Regions from separate parts of the Mus musculus genome. Here region 1 is linked to region 2. The links are chromatin contacts, called in public targeted proximity ligation maps. All regions are on one chromosome and are shown on one strand. The core of a region is the stretch at or near the end of the contact, and the rest is flanking DNA. Distances in the headings are between cores, read along the strand shown. Region 1 holds the start of D930032P07Rik (RIKEN cDNA D930032P07 gene). Region 2 overlaps Glis3 (GLIS family zinc finger 3).

The links.
Region 1: a contact with region 2 is called in a targeted proximity ligation map of embryonic fibroblasts, with 53 read pairs. A contact is called at or near these places in 4 of 39 promoter capture datasets (the 3T3-L1 cell line, 3T3-L1-derived adipocytes and hippocampal neurons), 18 of 484 Hi-C or Micro-C datasets (3T3-L1-derived adipocytes, the AML12 cell line, the C2C12 cell line and 9 more), 5 of 130 datasets of targeted methods (the NIH/3T3 cell line, embryonic fibroblasts, embryonic stem cells and 1 more) and 3 of 9 other capture datasets (adipose tissue, embryonic stem cells and pancreatic islet).

What each region holds. Positions count from the first base shown.
Region 1 is chr19:28,676,910-28,679,981 of GRCm38.p6, forward strand. D930032P07Rik (RIKEN cDNA D930032P07 gene) reads left to right here and starts at 1,315. Exons shown (of 5, transcript NR_045330.1): 1 at 1,315-1,396. Glis3 (GLIS family zinc finger 3) reads right to left here. Exons shown (of 11, transcript NM_175459.6): 1 at 2,687-3,072.
Region 2 is chr19:28,622,152-28,625,324 of GRCm38.p6, forward strand. The region is part of intron 2 of Glis3 (GLIS family zinc finger 3); the gene reads right to left. Among named protein-coding and RNA genes, the nearest start is that of D930032P07Rik, 54 kb to the right of the region's middle.

The sequences.
Region 1 (3,072 bases), core at 65-2,564, 54 kb after region 2:
AGAGTCCATCCAAGGAGAGTCACTTTCCAAACGGGACAACTCCAGGTATCCAAACTCTGCTAACCGGAAGAACTTTGGTAGAATCGCCAATGAAACTGGTGGAAACATTGGATGGACCAACGATGGCGTGAAGAAAAGCCACTCTACCTGAACTGACCTCAAGGGAAGCAAGGAGACAGGGAATCCACCCAGAGCACACAGAAGTAATTACTCACTCTGAAGGAGGCCTGAGTCCTGACAGGAAAGAAAAGACACGAACTAAGTAGCAATAAGAATGGGAAGAAAGCCTCCTTCAGTTCAAGGGGGAGGGGCTGGAGCTCCTCTAAATGAACACTGTAGCAGATCCTAGTAAAGGCCTTAAATGTCAGCAGTTCTCACTAGAGAAGGGGGGGGGGTGCCCTCTCACACAGTTCTCTCTCTATAGATCATTTCCAGGGACAGCCTTCATTGTTTTTCTGCAAACTTTTGCAGGCTGCACCTGCTTTGTGTAGCCTCACAGGAAACCAAAGAGAAAAAGGAGGAGTAAGAATTTTTAAACTAACCCAAATTCATTTTTACAATGAATCAAAATTCCTAACGTAGTCTAAAAATTGAAGTCCAACGGGCACGGAGACATTTAGGGAACCGGGCCTGGCTACTTCCCAATGAAGAAATCGTGACTCATCAAAGCTTCAGAACGGACACAAGAGAGTTTGCATTTGTCTGGAGTTCACCTTCGGGCCAAGAAATGCTCTCCACTGTGAGCCTCAGTGTTTTTTCTAGATGCTTAAGTTTGGCAGGGGTTCTTTCTCTGGGTCCCATAACCCAGAGAACTGGTCCACTGGGGGGAGCTGTATAAACTTCTCTTTCCTCACCAACTCTAGGGCCACCTGAGACCACTACCCCCAATTCAAGAGATGTTGAAGTCCTAAAGCTCTAAGGAATTGGAAAGGTGTCCTCTCCAATTGCAATTGCTGGAGTGCAGTCCCTGCGGGCACTGCTCTGGAGAATTCCGGAAGTGATCCCCTACACTCTATCCCATGGGACCTAGCGGATGTCAAGGAAGACAAGCCAGGAAGGGAGGTACACAGAGCAGAGGAACCAGGAGTGGCTAGGGGTGCGGGGTCAAGATGTGCGGCCCGGGACAGTGGGTGAACACCCCTCCTGGGGTCCTCAGCACCCTCCCACACACGGCACACCCACACACCTTTGCCCCGCGGGGGGTCTTGGGTCCTAGCCTCAGGGATCTCCGGAGGTGAGCGAGGGGCGGGTCCGGAGGTGAAGTGGAGCCTTCCCGGTGCTCTGGGCAACCAGACCGCCCCCGCTCTCCCCCCTCCCCCTCCCGCGGCGCGAGCGAGAGAACGCAACAAAACAAAACAAACTCGTGCCGGCTTCCTGTTGTGCAACCACTTTCTGAGTAAGTAAGGGGCTGAAAGGCCGCCAGTTAGGAAGCCGGGCTGCGGGGGACCCTGCTGGCCAAAGCACCCGGAGCCGCACTGGGGTACATAGGGCCCTGCACTGTGACCCTGTCCGGACCACGGGGCGACTACCCTCCCTGCCCCCACGAGTGTCGTTTTGCTATTGCCTCCCAAACACACTACCAGATCTAAGGGCGCGACCTCGACGAACCTTTTTGCCAAAAAAAGAAAAAAAAAAAGGAAACCTCCAAAAGTTTCCTCCAGGTACCTACTTGAATCATCCATAGTAGGATGACAAATCCGCCCTGGTCAAGGTTTTCAGACACTTGGGTGAGTTTCTCGTCCCCCGGGTGACTTGTCAGCTCTAGTGAGTAACTTGGAACTGTTGCTTGGGGCAAGGTGTGTGTCTAGGAGAGCCAACAGCTCACTCACGCTTTCCAGAAAGTGATCCCGACCGACTTCAAAATAGACACAGGGTCATTTATAGGGACCGGAGCCTTGAAGCGGGACTCGAGACAGACATTTCCCAAACAGTGCTGACATTTTGTCCCCGGCCCATAAAAATGTAAACGCGAGGTGACAAACCCGGCGGGGAGTGCTAGGTGTCTGAATGTGTCTGCGATTTCGTGGCGTGGGAGGTTACAGTTGAAAACTTGGCGGCTGCGGGTCGATGCACCGCTCCTAACTAGTAGCTGTGCCCCCAAACCCGAGGACCTCACTGAACAATGGGGACACCAACTTGGATGAGACGGAGAAGTGAAAAACAGCCTTCGTGGCGCCCCATAAACACGTGGAAGCCGAAAAGACAACTACAACCCCGACTGTGAGCTAAAGACCTCAAAGTCCCATCACTCCCCACTTTGCCAAAGTTTCCCTAAGTAGGACCCCGGTGCTCGCCCTGTATCTGGCCCTGATTGTGTAACCTTCTGGTACCTGTATTTTCAGTTAAAAGGCACGGAGACTCTCCCTCATAAACGAAACTTCCACACCTTGTTGGTTTCCTTTCTGTCTACACCCCGCGCTCTTAGGTAACTGACAGCCAGTTTGATGGCTAAATGAGTATTGCCATCAGCCTCGGTAAGGTGTGCCTAGGTCTCTAGAAGCCCTGTGAGTCTGGGGGAGTTGGTGTGCTCCTGTCCTCAAACCCGTGCGAATGCCACCAAGCCGGCATGCAGAAACTCTTTCTAATCCCGAGTTTGCGTCCCCAGGCTTGACCGCCCCCACACTCTCTAGCGCCTTCTCTCTCTGTCCCTCGCCTGCAGAACAAAGTTCCTATGGCATCCACTTACCAGGTAACCGGATTTCCACAACAAAGCTAGGCGAGCGAGTCCCTTCTCCCGGCCAGCCCGCTCGTGACAACACTAGCGATGCGTGGGTGGAGGCTGAGCCCCCTCAGCGCTCCACGCCGGCTCTGCCTCCTTCGGAAAGGAAAACTCGCATCCAAGCCCGTGGCCGGAGCGCGGAACTACGGCCGGAGGGCCGTGTGTGTGCCCGCGCGAGGCTGCGACGGCGGCGGCCCTGGGAGGAGGAGGCAGGGCAGCGGGCCGACTCTCCGCATCAGCTCCCTGTCCGCGCTACGCACAGGCACACTCCAGTCATGTCTTTACAAAGTTGAGAGGCGACTTCATGCCTGGCCCGGGGTGCTCATCCTCGCTCGGGGCCGAGGGCGACGCCT
Region 2 (3,173 bases), core at 525-3,024:
AAGCAACTTGAGTTTTTCCAAGCGTGGTGTATGCTTGATATCGGAACAAGCTAGCTTAGAAAGTGCATGCGTTTGAGAGAAAAGACACCAAGTGCTGACAACAAGATTAAATAAAAGTGGCAGTGTTCCACACAGGGCATCCTGTTCCCTTCACGAGGTGTTTGCTGGGCAGGAGGTGAGTGAAGGACTCGCCTCTGCTGAGACCATCATCTGGGGCAGCCCCAGGTTGACTCTACCAGCTGTCATTCCTTAGGGAACTGGAAGGAAATCCTGCTCCTTCAGAGGTGGGCTGGGATCTCTCCAGGAAAGGTAAAGATCACTCACTTCCTGTGCATTTATAGCTCTGATACCTCCAGTCCACAAGTGCCAACCTTATCCATAGAAAGTTGCCTTGAGACAAGATCTTAATGCTACAGGTCTTGAAAATACTAGAAAATGAATTTCATGCTTATACTGCCCACTGGGCCTTTCCACCGCCAGCAGGGACCAGCTTATTACGTCCACGTTGGGGTACCAAGACCCAAAACTTGTACCCATTTTTAACAAGTAATTTAACTGAAATGGATGCATGTCTTCTGACTCTTGTTGTGTCTAATACAATCCACTGCCCCACGTTAAAAGTCCCTCAAGCACACAAAATGATATCACACATGGCTCCCACCTCTCTCCAGAGAGACCTTTGGGAGCCATCTTCTCTGGCTCTTGGCCACCTGTTTATTCTAAGGTACTGATGAAGAATATATATTGAATCAGTCTTGAACACATCACAGGAACTTCTCGAGCACCTGTTACAACAGAAGCCACTTTCTATGAGCGTGAACAAGCAAGTGTACAACAGAAGAAGCAAGCCACAAGAACTCCCACAGGCTTCCTTGTGAATGCTTAGAAATTCCATCTTTTCCTAAAAAGAAAGGTTCGGTGTTATTTAAATTGGCTTAAAATATGGATGCTTTTCTACGTTGTCTCATTCTGGGTGCTAGTGATACTTAATGAGAGGGGCAGAGCAGGCAGTCTAATTATGAATGCTGGAAGTCTTATGTGTGAAGATCTGCACTCTGCAGATTTCTGAGCCATTGCTGTAGGCTTTCCGATAGCTTCCACAGTGAAAAAGGAAACAAACAAACAGCAAATAATATGGGGAGGGCAGCATCACATTCAATAGCTTTCTACACTTCCACAGACAAAAAAACCAAAAACCAAAAAACAAAAACAAAAACAAAAACACCCACAGCACAGTAAACTCTAAACTCACAATTAGAAATGTGTGGCAAGTGCCAACTGGTAGTTATATTGGGACCAGGCTCTGTGCTGCTCCCCAGCACTGGCTCCCAGCAAGCTGCTTCCCCTCAGATCCACACACTCAGCAAGTAGCCCCGGGCTTCTGCTCAGTATCTCTAAGGTGTCCTGATGTGGGAAACAATACTGAAAAGGGGTTCTGGTTTCTAAATCTAATGGTATGTATGCCTTCAGCCATAATTAAAATAAAGGGAAAAAACCCACAAACTCTCAAATAGGGAATTTAAACAAAAATTATAATTTTTCTTCTGGCAATCCCACCAGTAAAAGCCTGGAAAACTGCCTGCCTTCACCGCCGCCCCCCCCCCCCCCCCAGGATCCTTGTAGGATACTGTCCTCCATGTGTTGTTCTTGATGAGAACTGCCTGGGAAAACTCACCGTCTCGCTGCAGTTTTGCTGGACTAGCTAACTTCATGGGGACCATGACTCACATGGCCGACGTTCTCCTGCCTCATGGCTGTGGATCCAGCAAGGCTTGCAGCCAAAGCTCTGACTCAGCGCTAACACAAGAAACGGGGTCACAACAAGATGCACCCTGAGTCCTAACCTCACCCCTTATCTCACCCTGCTTTCTCTCAGCCCACGTTCTTATTACCTGTTTGATTTTTCATCATTTATTCTCTTTCTGAATCTACTGTTTAACCCTTTTATAAACAAAAACAGGACTCCACGCTGCTTTCCTTTGTTGACATTAACATCAAGCAGCAAAATTCAACTTTAACAACTTGCAGTTTCAACTCTGTCACTATAACTGACACACAAAAGCATCTAGTACCCGTTTAATATTCCCACATACAGAATTCTAGCCAAAATTCAGATCAAAAATGTCATTTTGAGCATCACTGTTACTACGACGTCTTTTAACCCTAGCACTCACATGACTCTGCATAGCATCCTTCTGGCTTTCAGATTTGGTAATCACAGTTGATTTTTCTCAGCAGCCGTAAGAGATAATTACAGCAGGCATCACCATGGCTACCTTCTTCGGCACAGAGGAGAAAAACAAGGCTCAGTTAGGTTAAAAGTACCTTGCCCACAAGGCTAAGTTATTAAGTTATTCAGGCAAGATGGAGGGCGGGGAAAGTCCTTCAAATCTAGCATGTCTCCCACAACTACTAAAAGTGATCTCACAGAGCATATCCTTTGAAATCCTGGCCTAGAACCAATGACTCAAATGTTTCATTCACTTGACTTTCTAAATAATATCATCCAGCTAGTCAAAAGTGTTAACAATTACTGTTTGGTCATGGAACCTCTACACCATGAGAACTAGACAGCCAGGACACTGGAAAATTTTTTAGTCATTAGAACATGCATGAGTAATTTATTTCCCCCCATTGGAATCCAGTGATGGAGCTGAGAAAACTCGTTCCTGCACAAACAAAGAGCATGGGCACTTTAATGTGGTCCTCTAGAGTGGTCACCCAGAGCAAACCTGCCTTTTGAGTCACTGGCTCTAGTGAGGTCATTTGGTAGGAGAGAATGAAATTCACAAGGCAGGCTCAAGAGAAGACTTAACTCCTCATTCGTGATGAACTCATAGCACTTCAACCACATCTAAGGGAAAGAAATATGAAGCTCAAATCACATTAATTTTCAAGTCATTGACATTGCTAATATATGAAAGGGAGAAATGTTCACAATTTGAACCCTTGAGACCTTGAGTAAACCGGTCTATTCATTTTCCGAGTCAGCAATGGGGGGGGGGGGGTGAGAGGCTGCGTGCGCCATTTCTTTGAGTTTTAATTTCTTTGGGATAAAACAAGGAAGAGGGTCTGAGAAAAGCCACAAATCCCCCACCTCAACACCCTATGGCTGCAAGAGTCTTTGCTAGTGTCACCTACCTTGGATCATCCTTTCAATGTCGTCTAGCAAC